3 separate regions of the Mus musculus genome follow, and all the other regions are linked to region 3. Evidence: chromatin contacts called from public HiChIP or PLAC-seq data. All regions are on one chromosome and are shown on one strand. The core of a region is the stretch at or near the end of the contact, and the rest is flanking DNA. Distances in the headings are between cores, read along the strand shown. Region 1 holds the start of C130071C03Rik (RIKEN cDNA C130071C03 gene). Region 2 holds the start of Tmem161b (transmembrane protein 161B). Region 3 holds the start of Adgrv1 (adhesion G protein-coupled receptor V1).

Region 1 (4,350 bases), core at 1,452-3,951, 2.1 Mb after region 3:
TTGGGGCTTTCCTGACTTCCTCACAGAAAGTTCCACAGCTTGCCAACAGGCAGCCTGTGTGTCTCTAGGATGTCAGCAGCTATCTGGTGTCTACTTTAAGATGTCTAGCCCGTTTTGTGAGTGTGTATGAGCAAATCTGACAAGGTATACAAGTTAAAAGGAAAAACTGAAGTGCAATCTATGAAGTTGTCTATCTCAGGTATTAAGAGAAGTTTTTGCAAAGAGAAGTTTTGTGGAGACCTTCTTAAACCCAGCCACAGCTATCTTTGGACTTTCTCTATGTCTTAAACATCTGTAATCTAAACCTATGATTGTCACACCCTTCTGCCTCCTCTGGCAATGTCTCATAATTTCAAACAAAGGCAGCCAAACATCTACAATTAGTATTCAACAGGCAAAGGTGGTTAATTATTGTTCGCCTGTTAAATGATGACATATCATAAAGGCTCTATCTCTGGCCTGTCGTTGCACTACAGTCTGAATGCTGTCCTTCTACAAACACTCACTTCACAATGTTTGGGAGATGCTATGGGATGGTGAACTTTTATCCTTGCATGCCGGATCCATATCAATGCAGCTTTGTAAGTCTGGGAGGGCACCGCTGTAGCCAGGATGTTTGTTCTAGGCAGCGTGATGCCGACGACGCACAGGCTGGGTTCTGGCTCTGTGCTCTTAGTTTGTTTTCTTGTTTGTGCTCTCCTAAACAACCTTGAAAATCCCAGACAGGGTGGTGAAATATGACCTTCACTTTATATAGTTCATAGCCAGCTCGTTCTGCTCAAGGAAAATATATTTATTTGCCTTCAACTAACTTAATTTAAAAAAAAAAAACCAACTTCGTTTTCCATTTTACTTTAAGCCCACGGTAGGCATAAATCAGCAACATCTTCTAACTGTTATCCTGAAATAAAATTTGGAGGTAAATGAGTCCTTATACCAGGTGCTAAACAAAATAATGCCTGGGAAATTCTTCCTGCCCTATGATACGTGCATAAAGTCCAGCAATCGTAGCCTCTCAACTAAGTATACACACCCATAGTGCTGCGATCCATTTGGTAGTCTCACTGTAATGGCAGAAAGGAGATGGTTACCGCGACACCATTGCTATTATTGAAATTAAACAGCTTTGGAAGATATAATTGCTAATAAAAGGCTTCTTCTCCACGCCCCTCAAGGGTTTCCTCCCCCCTCTGACATTTTATGACGCGCCATTCAGATGAATGTAAGTAGAATTATGTGGAACCTAGCGGCCTACTGTACAAGGTCGCATCTAGAGATCAGCAAGGAAATGAAGATGGGGGGGGGCTCACTGTGTTTAGGTATGATTGTCTGAGAAAAAACGCACTCGAGTGTTTAGATATCGATGTTTTAAAACTTTTTCTCTTTATGAATTTTTCAAACCGACCGCGTGCACCCTCCGTGACTCCCCCGTGTCTGTGCATTAAAGGCGTCCATGAAATCATTGTATGGGGCTGGTTTAATGCGGTTAACAGAGAACTAAAGGGTTGTCTGTGTCGGAAAGCACGGTCCCATTTCTAATCCCATCACGTACTGAAGCGGTTTTGTGTGAATCTGTGGCTTCCACCTTTATCCACCCTGGATGTTCCTACTCAGGAAAACCTTTCCAACCGCTCCCAACTTCGGACGGTTGGCAAAATATCTTGTTTTCTGCCCTACTGATTGCTTTTCATTTTCAGCTTATTTTCATCTTACTTAACAATAATAAATGATCCTTGCAGTGTAAAACCTCAGTTTAAATGATCCGTCGTGCTCCAGCCTCGTTTTTTTTTTTTAAACTTCGAAATGTAATGTCAAATACGTTTAACTTGCTCCTGTCTTCAAGATGCAGGAGACCAAAACTACTTTTGTGCCAGATTTTACCTTCTTTCTTGCTCAGAACGTGCACTGCGCGCTTATATACACACATGCGTTCACGCGTGAGCACAAACACAAACGTACACACCAATACACACACATATAGAGAGGGGGAGGGGGGAGAGAGAGAGAGAGAGAGAGAGAGAGAGAGAGAGAGAAAGGAAGGAAGGAAGGAAGGAAGGAAGGAAGGAAGGAAGAAAGAAAGAAAGAAAGAAAGAAAGAAAGAAAGAAAGAAAGAAAGAAAGAAAGAAAGAAAGAAAGAAAGAAAGAAGAGGAAAGGGCATAGAAGAGGCAGAGATGCCCAGAGGCAAGCGGAGAGTCGGGGCTCCGCTTAACCCGGGCATTGGGAAAGCGGGGCTGGAGGTGGAACAGGACTCAACCGACCGCAGCCGCTCAGGCCACGGCGTTAAGCCGCCAGTGAGGGTGAGGATGCCCTGCGGGCTTCCGCACTTTTCTGAAACCAAACAGGATGGCTAGGCTCCCCGGCTGAAGTAAAAGTTCCGGAGGGTTTGAAGGCCGTGGAGAGTCACCTCGCCCGAGCAAGGAGGCTGCCTGGGGAAGCGGCCTCGTGGGCTGGCTGAACTGGGTGGAAGCCCTCGCAGGGGGTCCTGCGGTGCTAGCTTTTGTACCGCCCCGCCTAGGCCAGTCCGGAGCTGACGCACCAGCTCCCCAGAGACGCTGGGGGCGTCGCACTGCAGCTGGGTGGGGAGCAATTTATTCCTGGCGGTCACATCCCACCCCATCTTCTGTTACTCCACCCTACCCCTCCCATCCCTCCACCTCTTCCTCCTCCTCTTCTACCAACGCCCGCACTATCTTCTGGTTCTTCTCCTCTTCAACCTCCATTCTCCCCCTCTCCCTTCTTTTCCTCTCTCTTTCACCCTCCCCCACTCTTTCGTGTCTCTTTCCTCCTCTGAATAACCAAGCTGTTTTGCTTCCGAAAGTAGAGAGAGAGGGAGAGAGAGAGAGAGAGAGAGAGAGAGAGAGAGAGAGAGAGGAGAGAGAGGCCTTGCTGTGAATGGAAGACAGGAGGGACTCTGGTACATCTGGGAGTGGAAACTTGATGCTTCTGGGCTGTGATTTGCCAAGGTCTCGCCAAAGGTGAGTACTCTGGGGGCCCGAAGAGCTCTCACTTGGAAGGGTCCAGACCCCGCCCAAATCTGAGAGTCTGGTGGTAATCAAACAGCGGTTAAAACTGGGATGGAGTGAAGGTCGGGGAAGGGCTACAGCGTAAGGGTTCCAGAATAAATGGGTGCCAGTGCGCCTTGTAGCTAGCTTGTGGCTCAGGCTCCCGCCTAGGGCTGCTTCCCAACCTGCTAAGGTCATCCGAGACGGCTGTGACTTCTAGAGCCCTCTCCCTATGCGGACCTGCACCTCCGCTCCTTACATACCCTCGTTCAAGTGACGCTTTGGTATCAGGAAGTGAGAAAGTATTCTTCTCTCAGACCTTTAAAAGGGAAAGTTTGGCAAGGTGGGCGCTCTTTGGTTCTACTATCCCCTCGATTCTAACCTAGGATCCCTAGATTGTACAGGATATTGTTATTTTCCTTTTATAAAGAATGACTTTAACGAAAATTCGTATGTAGTCAAAAAGATTATTGGATCACCATGACTGATCAGCTGCTGCTGACCTACCAATAAGCGTTATTTAAATATACACGCACATTCGTGCGTGCCCCCTACACGCAAACACACTCGGGGGGGGGGGGGACGTCTATATGTAATGAGTAAGACAGCTCGAAGTTACCAAGAATTAAGAGGGAATCAAAAAGGCTTTTAAGTGTTATGTATGCATCTTCCATTTGTGTGCAGATTGGGGTGGGGGGGTGCCTGTCTGTTGCGTGTGTTGTCAGCTGGTTCTAGTTTCTAAGCACTGAGTGTTGCCAAAGGCTGGAGCCAGCACCCACCATTCACCTTGGCACCCTAGCGGCAGAACAGGACTCATTTGTTTGGTGCCAAGAGGTGAGGACCTGGAAGAGACTGGGGTGTAGTTAGGTCGGGGGGGGCCCCCTGCCATCCATTACACCTGCGGCAGATGGCTCAAGTGGTAGAATGGTTTTGTTTGCCAGAATCAAGAAGGGAGGAGGAGAAAATTCAGCCTCGCCCTACTGAAAAGAAGTACAGTAAAGAGCCAGAGAGATGAAAGAAGCCATCAAAACCAAGGATGCTGAGTCCTGGGCAGTTAATGACCTTGATACCTGGTTCCAATAGATAACAAGGCAGAATTTTATGAATGTATTTTTTGATCAAATGTTTTACACACACACAACACAACACACACACACACACCTCCGCGTAGATGCACACAGGTGTTCTGGGAGAACCTCTCCATGGGAGCTGACTTAGGAAGCTCTTCCTCAGAGCTTCATTCCCTCAGACTGCCAACTCATACACATAAAGGCTCCCTCCCTAGACAACCAACTATGGATTTAAGCAGACTTCAAATGTACCAGTCTCCTTCTCACAGAGTAATGT
Region 2 (4,607 bases), core at 1,977-4,476, 2.6 Mb after region 3:
ACACACACACACACACACACACACACACTTGTTATTGTTTCTTGGAGAGAGAGAGAGAGAGAGAGAGAGAGAGAGAGAGAGAGAGAGAGAGAGAGAGGAAGAGAAGGAGGGAGGGAGAGACAAAGACAGTGGAGACAGAGACAAAAGGATTATATCTTTTTAAAAGCATGGTGGGCAGCTCTTGAGGAAGGACACTTGTCTTTGGCTCCCCCTACCCCAGATCCTGTGAAAATATACACTATACAGCTTGTACAAGATTTGTCATTGCACTCAACTTCTAAAATCAATGGGGGGCGGGGGGGGGGGAAGGAACATGGCAATAAAGATTCTCAGGAATGCTACTATTATTGAAGGAATGCAGTACATTTTTACTTTTGAGACTTTTATGTAGCCCAGACTAGCCTTGGACTCCTGGCTCTCTACCCTCCAATTGCTGGGGTTAGGGTCATATGCCTGGTTTAACTTCTGAAGACCTTATCTCCTAAATTAGAAAAGTAAGAGCAATATAGGTAGGCTTTAAGAAGCTTTATTGATGGACAATTTTTTTTAATAATTGTTTCAAATAGAACAGTTTAGAAAATGAATGCTGAATGGTAATGGATACATTTTCAATTATCTTTCTCTGTGAGTGTAGGGCTTTTTATTCACGTCAAAGCAATTACACTGAACACAATTTTGCATTCTTTACTTTGGATACTATAACAAAAGTACCATAAACTGAGTGATTTAAACCACAAAATTAGTTCCCATATGTATCACTGGTGGGGGTGAAAATGGACCCCTTTGTTGTTGGCAAATGAGTTGTGACTAAGTTCTCACATGGTGCAGAATAAACAACGAGGAAGCAAGTTCTTCTCTCTCTGACAAGGACACTCAGCACACCACAAAGGTCCCATCCTCTGATCCTACTTAAAAGGCAACCATTTTCCTCTAGTGGCTTTTTGGAACAATTGCAAAATGTTCCACTAACCATATATGGCAGAACATGACCAATAAATCATTGTTACTGGTACATGATTTTTCTAAGATGGCCAATAAAGAATTTTAAGTACAATTTACCTAAGGAAACAAAACCCAACTTTCCACATAGTTACAGACTAATTACCATTTACAAGAAATAGAAATCACAGAATAAAACATATCATATTCAGTAAAGGAAAGAGAAAAGTGTTTGAATTTTTTTTAGAGGTAAAACTATTAACACATTTTGTTAAGACGGTTTAAGACTTTTAAAAATTGATTTTTAAAATTGGAAGAGTTTCAGGCCAGAGTGCTCATGTAAATACTATTCTGTTGATATTTATACACATCTGAGATCAGTTCGTAGAGAGGACATTTTAAATTATCACAAACCCCACATGGTAAGCAGCCATGACTTTTATCAAAGACTGTGATCATAACTAATTTGCCAAAAAGATCTTTTCATCTTCATCATCACATTTCCTCTCTTTCCTTTTCATAATTCTTTCTCTGAATCTTTGTCAAAGACTTCTATACATTTAAGAAATAGAAAATGGTCAATAAAAAAAAACAGGTAATTAGTAGAATATATTGTTTTTTAATAGGACAAAAAGACTTGATACAGTTGTAAATGTAAACATATACACACTATGTGAAACTAAAGTATTTTAACCAAGGATTGTTAATCAATGCGCCATGTACAAAATAGAGAATATAGAATCTGACAGTCTATTGAAAGTAATAAGGTAGTAAAAACTGATTTCTTGTTTTTCCTCTGGCAGGAATGGATTCTATCCTGCTAATAATTCCTATCCTACTGTCATATAGGAGAAGATGTTTTCTGATCCTTAACAAGGCTGCCAGGTTTAGGACAGATGGAAGACCCACTGTGTCACAAGTGAAAGACAAGACTTCACAGAATGTGATGTCACTGACAGGCTGATAGGCACTCGCCACCTCCATCTTTTCTTTCTCAAGGATAGCAATGGCTTCCCCCAGATACAGGAGCGGTCAACCGGAGTCCTTCTTTACTATACTGCAGTTGCCCTGGGGCCTGTCTATTAACAGGCTTGTTTCTATAAAGCAGTAACAGAACCCTTGGGGAAGTTCTCAGTTTCACAAACTATTCCTCAAGGCTATTGGTCTCGGAGTAGCTTCTCTCATTTCTTATAATTTCTCTATCACCTGTCACCCTATCTCCCCCCACCATTAAAAATTAACATAATGTATAAACTTTGTTTCTGTATCCTTTTGAAACAGCACCAATCTAACATCTCTAGGTAGCTCAGGATTGTTTCCCAGGGTCCTTGGGCCAGTTAGAGGTTGAACATCATAGCTGTTTCATAGTTGCAAGTTTGTGCAACCTTGACTGCTGAAGATGAATTTCCTCCCCAGTTCTGACTCCACAAGAGAACCACATTATGGTAAAAGGTATCTCACGGAGAAGGGTGAGATAAGCATGTTTCCATAAGGATCGTTAAACGGTGTGATAATTTCTGGGCCAAAGATGCTCTGTGTCCTTATTTCAAACTTACCTCTATGGTTAACCCTCATCACAATATAAAGGCAAGTTCACTGGTACAGATTTGGAAGGAGGGAGGTGTCATAAAGCATAAATGTGTGTGTATTTATGTATGTATGTATATGAGAATGTTGTAAGGCCCTTTTTGTTCATATTGGTATTAAGTAGGTAGGAAATGTCCATACTGAATTTTCTTCTTAGCTCCTCTGCTCTTTGTAGATATCCTCTGGCTTGAGCTGGCGTCTGTGAAGAGCAAAGAACTTCTAAAGGTCACATTCCATTGACCTAAGAGAGGAAGGTGCTTGGACAGCATGAATTTTTAACTGAGATTCCAAGGTACTGCGTAAGGAAAGCGGACAGAAAAGAGGCTGGCTGAGCTAAACAATTTCTGAATGATCTCAGCATGAATACAGCCAAGAAGGTTCTTTACCCTCAATAAACCGTCAGAGTACGAGGGCTACACCCACCCAGCTGATCCCTGCAGCAGCACAAACCGACCACCAGCGCCCGCGAAAAATACCGCACCTACCTAGGAATCCTGCGGGCATGCCGCCCCGCCCCGCCCTGCCCCGCCCCGCCCACCTACCTGTGCGCCTGCGCCCCTGCGTTCTCAAGGTCAGCCCCGCCCCCCGCCCTAGCCTCACACCCACGGAAGTGGCTTTAGAGAACGCCTTGCGGCTCCTCCTCTCTGCGTGGCGTGGGGTCGCTGGCGGTCCGGAGAGGGAGGAACTTCCTGTCCCATGCGGGCAGGACTTCCGGCCGAGCCGGAAGACCTTTCCCTTCGCGGTTTCGAGAGCTCCGTTTTGCAGAACCTGAAGGGGAGATTCTGGACGGTCCCGGGGACTCTAGACTGTCTGTCCCACGACCTGTTCTTGGCGTTATGGTGAGTCTTGTGAGGATGAGAGTGACAACCTTCAGGAGGAAAGGACAGGGAGGTCAGTCTGTGAAAGGAGCCGGTTGATGTCCCTGCTGGGAATGGAACCTGCTGGAGCGTTGGGATGAACCGCTGGCAGGACCCCAACCTTCCCAGAGTGCGCGCGGCCGCCGCCGGGGTTCCAGACAGCCGAGGGACCTGTGGGGTTGGAGAGGGGCGGGTCTGTCGGAGTACCCAGTCTAAGGAGTCTGCCCTCGCGTGTGTCCTGTGGCGCCAGGTGGCCCACTGATGACCTTGCTCTACCCACCACGTTGTCCCTGCCACCTTTTCCCGCCGCAGGCTTTTGGCTGAGATTTTAAGGACGCAGCAGTGCCTTTTTGCACGCTTGCCTGTCTCCTTGGAGACAAGCAACGCCGAGGCACTTAAGACAAAATTGGCTTCTCTTAACACTCAACTAGAGCAGAACTGAAAATCAATGTCACTTTTAAAGAAAATGTCCAGGTTGAGTCCCAACAGATTTAACTTGAAAGGAAAAATTTGTAATTTCCTATTGTACATCTCTATCGAAGGAGGGAGCACAGCTTGAGCCATATTATTTGCAAGTGTCTTAAAGGTTAGGTGAGAAGGATACGTAAACATAAAAAGAACCTGGTGTGAGAGATTGGAGGGAAAGGAGTAACCGAAGGGTGTTTTACCGTGAGGCCAGTCATTCTCAGAGTTCTCTGCTGTTTTAGTCTGAAAGGACAAGGTTCAGGGACTTGTACAAAGAACGTCTTAATCAACTGTAGATAAGAAGCAATGGGTGCTGACTGATCACACAGTTCAGGAGTTAATTGATGAAATGAATGGGATTTCGAAACATCTAAGTTTGGCTTTATTGGGGGACTATGAGAGGAAGGCAGGTGGTTGTGTAGGGGCTGGTGACTGCAGTCAACTACTTCCTGGAACATAAAAGGATTTAAAAAAGATAGTTGCTATTTCCAAGGTCCTAGGGTTCTGGTAAAGTTGAACAGGCAATCAGCCACATGAACGATTTCAAACCATCTGCAGAGACTTCTATCTTGGGTTCAAGCTTTAGTTGACTATGCTGCTGCCTTTTTATGTAGACCACACTGCCCTCTGATTCAGAGATCTGTCTGCCTCTGCTTCCCAAGTGCTGGGATCAAATGCATATGCCACTACTCCCAGTTTGGCCATGCCCCTTTTTTCAGGATTAATATTGCTGTTTTGTATGACTTACTAGAGAATAAA
Region 3 (4,651 bases), core at 1,344-3,843:
GAGTTCATTCCTGTCTTCCACAGCAGTAAAGAAAACAACGTGTTTTAGAAGGTGGGGGAAATTCTCCCAGGATGTAGATCTTTCTGCCCTAGTTTCTTCATATGGAAATCAAAATTACAGTTCATGGTTAATTATAAAGTTGATCTGGATAAAGGGATTAGTCGAATTCCTGGCATACTGTGTACACTAGGCAAAAGCGGCATGCCATTGCCATTCATGAGGATATAAACAAAGCCTTTGGTCACAGTTAGCCGATGTAAAGCCCCTTCTCCCACGGCACATCATCCCTCCTTGTCTTGAGCATGGCCACCTCCAAGGGACAAAACAGCTGACATTCTCTGGTGTAACATGGCCTTTTGCTCCTTCACAGTATTTCTAACAATTGTTTTTATTTCTATAAGAACATTTGTGTCCTAAATATTTCATATTATTATTCTATGACATCAAATACAATAGGAATTCAACAGCGTAAAACTAAATTATTTTCCTAAATACTGAGAATTTTAACTAACACTTTGTTCTTATACCTGATGGCATCAAGACTTGATGCTCTCACATAGTTAGCCTTTGCCTCACTGTGGACTTGGTATAGTCAGATTTCGTGAGTCTATAGGAGATTAAGGTAATGTTCCTAATATTCAGCATAATGGACGTCTAAAAGCACTCAGAAAAGACCCTTGATCTGGTTTTCATAACTGGGGATTTGAAGCAGAAATCTTGAAAGTTCCCAGCTTCAGTGTCACTGTCTGGGAATTAGGATACTGCTCTTTAGTTTATGATGATGATATGTCAAATAAGGTCTTTATAAAGGACTTCAAGGAGCTCATGACTAATGTCTTTGAGTAAGAATTGAATTGTACATATTCATCATGGAAATAAGGTGGTTCAGTTGTTCAATTTTGCTTGGATGCATTTGATATACTCATTGTTTTTTTAACAGATGCAACCTTGAGTGATGTAATTTTTAACTAGACTACATCTTTGCAATCACCTAGCACAAAGAGCTTGATTTTATAAGTGAAGAAACAAAATCCTGAAGAACAGTTTCATGTTCAAAGTCACTTAAGTTGTGGCAGAAGTGGGATATAATTCTCCAACACATGCAATCGCATGCATTTTTTTTGTAATAATTCAGAATGTATTTGTAAATCAGTAGGAGTTTACTACTTAGCCTAGGAAATCTCCCAGACATAAGTCTGGTACCTCTGCCCTGATTAAATGTCTACTGTCTTCTTTAATGTCCTTTCTCTTTATTTCTTTGCTCTAGTTCTTTGGAGAGATGACTCACAAAGAAGGAAGCTTTGGTTCAGGGATGGAAGATGGTTGTAACACTCAGTGCCAAATCACTTAAGGGGTATTTTGGACTTTTCCTGTCAAGAAGTAACATCTTAATTCCAATTTCTACAAATGTGCAGCTTATGAAGGGGTCTGCAGCCCCATAGGAGGAGTATTAATATGAACTAACCAGTAACCCCAGAGCTCCCTGGGACTAAATCACCAATCAAAGAAAACACATGGTGGGACTCATGGCTCCAGCTGCATATGTAACAGAGAATGGCCTAGTCGGTCATCAATGGAAGGAGAGGCCCTTGGTCCTGTGAAGGTTCTATGCCCCAGTATAGGGGAATGCCAGAGCCAGGAAGCAGGAGTGAGTGGACTGGGGAGCAGGGGGAGGGAGGAAGAGGATAGGGGATTTTCGAAGGGGAAACTAGGAAAGGGGATAACATTTGACATGTAAATAAAGAAAATATCTAATAAAAAAGAATGTGCAGCTTATAAACACATTATGTACATGTTAAAGGCTATAGATTTTGTAAGATGTTAGTTTACACAAGTTATATACAACTTAATGTTGTACCTTAAAGTTATTTTCTCAATGGAAATGAAAAATAGTTCAGGAAATTTAAAATATAAAAGAAATATGTGTGTGTATATACATAAGGAATTTTTACACTCTATGTTAATTTCAAACTCATCGGAAACAATGTGCTTGACTGAAACTCCCTGAAGCAGTAGGTATCTGGAACATTAACAAGATTCCTTTAAAGTTACCTCGATATTCACAAAAAGAAGTTTTATCTACCGACCACCTGCAGTTCTTGCCCAATTATTTTTCCAAGCCATCTTTGAAACTAGAGCCTGTGTTTCAACTGGGCAGAAAGAGATATGGGAACTTTTCGCTCTGCTCATCCCAGTCTCCTCTTCTCTGAGATGGCAGCTTTGGGAGCAGCTATGCAAAGCCGCAGCCTTGTGCAGGGACCAGGCATTTGTCCCGTTACCCGCAGCCCGCCACCCGCTTGTCCGTGCGGCCGCTACCCGCCCGCCTTCTGCGCCGCCCTCGCTCCTACCTCCAGCAACAGGTGCAAGCGGCGGCTGCCCGGGAACTGCCTAAGAGATGCTGTAGCCCTCCCCGACCCACTGGATTCCCTCAGCACCAACCCCAAGTCACATCCTACCTGGTTCTGAGGTCACCGACATCTGCGTGCCCTCCGATCCCCGCCGGTGCCGGGCCTCCCTTCACACCCAGGGTCCCCACCGCTGCCGTTCCTCCCTTCACACCCAGCGCAACCCTCTGCAACGCTAATCCTTTCCCCGCACTGTCCCTTCCAGCCAAAGACTTCATCCTCTCCCCTCCCCCTAGCGCTCCTCTGCTCCAATAGGACTCTGGCCCGGGGGATGGGCTCACCTGGTCGGTGGAGCGGGGGTGACTGTCCTGGCAGCAGGCTGTCCTCTGCGCAGCGGGCAGCCAGGTCCGCACTCCGTCGTGGTGAACTCCCCGCCTTGGCCATGACTAATGGACTCTTCCAGCAGTCAGGCGTCCAAGCTGACCTGCTGGGTACCACAGCGCTTGGCCGGTTCTCTTAGGCGCTAAACTTTGGAGCTGCTCTGCTGTAAGCGGCTCCCAGTCTTCTCTCCAGTTTGCTGAACCTAAAAGGGTGTTTCCTTTACCATCGATTGAAGCCCTTCTTCAAGTGTTCACTCTGAGTACTCATTCACTGATGAATTACTAGAAATGAAGGCGGTATCTCTATGCACACTTACAAGGCAACATCTTTGCCATCTCATATTGTATTAATACCTAGTTTATTACCTACTGTAATAATACCTAAGTTCTTCAAGGATTAAGGGAACCAAGTTTTTTCTGATAGCACACAGGGCATGTGTATGTGGGTCGTTATTCTCCCCTAGACTTAGTCATGAAGGCTCCATAGTGGGAAGAGCCGTGGTGGTTATCAGAACAATTGCAGCATCATTCATGGGAAGTTTCAAACAAGGAAAAAGACTAAGATTTTTGGTCCAACCCTCTGCCTCCACTTTTTGTGCTAATAATTATTTAATTTGATGTTCTGTTCATAGGTAAGAGTGACAGATCCCCCTGAAACTGAAGTTGCAGACAGTTGTGAACTGCCATGCGGGTGCTGAGAATTGAACCTGGGTCCTCTAGAAGAACGTCAACTTTCCAGACCCCTGCCTCCACTTTTTAATGAAAGAAGCAAGGTTATAAATTAAGAGCAGATTTAAAAAAAAAAAAAGTAGGAAAAGACAAAGCGACTAAATTAAATAGAAAGAGAGGCCAGTGGAGGATCCAAGATCCATTCCAAACTAACAGAATGGAATAAGCTTTAAGTAACAAACGGGGATCCAGGGACACAGTTATTATGAACTATTGCAGAATGCCTCATCTCAAAATTGTAGGACTCGGCAAACAGCTGGACATCAAAGATAAGGTTAGGCAAACTAGTTGTTGTACACCATATTCATGGGGCTGAAAATGCCCACGGCACGCACTACAAAAGGTAAGAGTAAACTGCTGCTTCTAGAAGCGGTGAACGAAGTGGACACAAGCGGGCGTGAGCTCTCAAGTCGGTAGCATAGTAAGAGGATTTAAGGCGACAGAGAATCAAAATCATGAGCCAGTTATCCAGATAATCATAAAGCAAAACAAAAAATGGGAAGACGGAAGTACATTTTGGCTTGGTTTGTTTTGCTATTTACAGTGTCTCAAACTCTGTCCCTGTAGGTCGGAGGTTCTTAGTCCTTAGTCCTTCTTTCCCGAGTCTCATCTGCAAGCTCACCATGCATGTGTGCTCTGTGTGTGACATTCCTCCTAAGCATTGACATGAAAATTCATTCCCCTAACCCGTTCCTTCAGGATCATAAGTAATTCACTAACAATAATCACTGGGTGTTTAGGATACAGAGGAAGAGGAGGGCACTGTGGGAAAAACAGCAATTGAAGACATGGTGCTGAATTTATTAAGCTCGCATTCTTTCTGGGGTGAAAGTTCAATCAACTCAATGTCAGAATATGAAAAACAAAAACTTACTGGCCCAGGAAGTTGTAGAGACACTATGTTGGTCAGTTTTCACCACTGAAGCAAAACACCTAAGCCAAGCAACTGATAAAGAGAAATGTTTTGTTTTGGCTGCGGACTTTTTGTTTTTTGTTTTGAGGTTCCCAAGTGTGATCTGTTGGACCACGGTTTTGCATCTGAGTTGAGGCAGCACACAGTATTAAAAAAAAAGAAAAGAAAAGAAAAGAAAAGTCTTCAGCGGGCCCAGAGAACAAAAGAGGAGGAAAGGCCGGTTGTCTTACTTGTAGGATACATTTCCAGTGACCTAAGGAGACCTACAGTCTCTCACAAAGATT

What was found. HiChIP or PLAC-seq counts read pairs in DNA pulled down with a chosen protein or histone mark.
Region 1: an H3K4me3 HiChIP or PLAC-seq map of embryonic hindbrain shows a contact between it and region 3, with 4 times the contacts expected there. The contact joins the promoter of C130071C03Rik here to the promoter of Adgrv1 in region 3. A contact is called at or near these places in 1 of 39 promoter capture datasets (hippocampal neurons) and 3 of 115 datasets of contacts at active chromatin or transcription factors (embryonic hindbrain, embryonic midbrain and forebrain).
Region 2: an H3K27ac HiChIP or PLAC-seq map of embryonic stem cells shows a contact between it and region 3, with 6 times the contacts expected there. The contact joins the promoter of Tmem161b here to the promoter of Adgrv1 in region 3. A contact is called at or near these places in 4 of 39 promoter capture datasets (embryonic stem cells, frontonasal cranial neural crest, hippocampal neurons and 1 more), 1 of 115 datasets of contacts at active chromatin or transcription factors (embryonic stem cells) and 1 of 9 other capture datasets (liver).

The regions. Positions count from the first base shown.
Region 1 is chr13:83,718,680-83,723,029 of GRCm38.p6, forward strand. C130071C03Rik (RIKEN cDNA C130071C03 gene) reads left to right here and starts at 2,702. Exons shown (of 4, transcript NR_152245.1): 1 at 2,702-2,976. Gm52046 (a long non-coding RNA gene) reads right to left here and starts at 2,976. Exons shown (of 2, transcript XR_003950632.1): 1 at 1-2,976.
Region 2 is chr13:84,219,070-84,223,676 of GRCm38.p6, forward strand. It overlaps Tmem161b (transmembrane protein 161B), which reads left to right and starts at 3,227. Exons shown (of 12, transcript NM_175187.5): 1 at 3,227-3,365. The coding sequence starts at 3,363. A230107N01Rik (RIKEN cDNA A230107N01 gene) reads right to left here and starts at 3,106. Exons shown (of 2, transcript NR_138587.1): 1 at 3,069-3,106; 2 at 512-2,821.
Region 3 is chr13:81,630,551-81,635,201 of GRCm38.p6, forward strand. It overlaps Adgrv1 (adhesion G protein-coupled receptor V1), which reads right to left and starts at 2,594. Exons shown (of 90, transcript NM_054053.4): 1 at 2,457-2,594. The coding sequence starts at 2,478.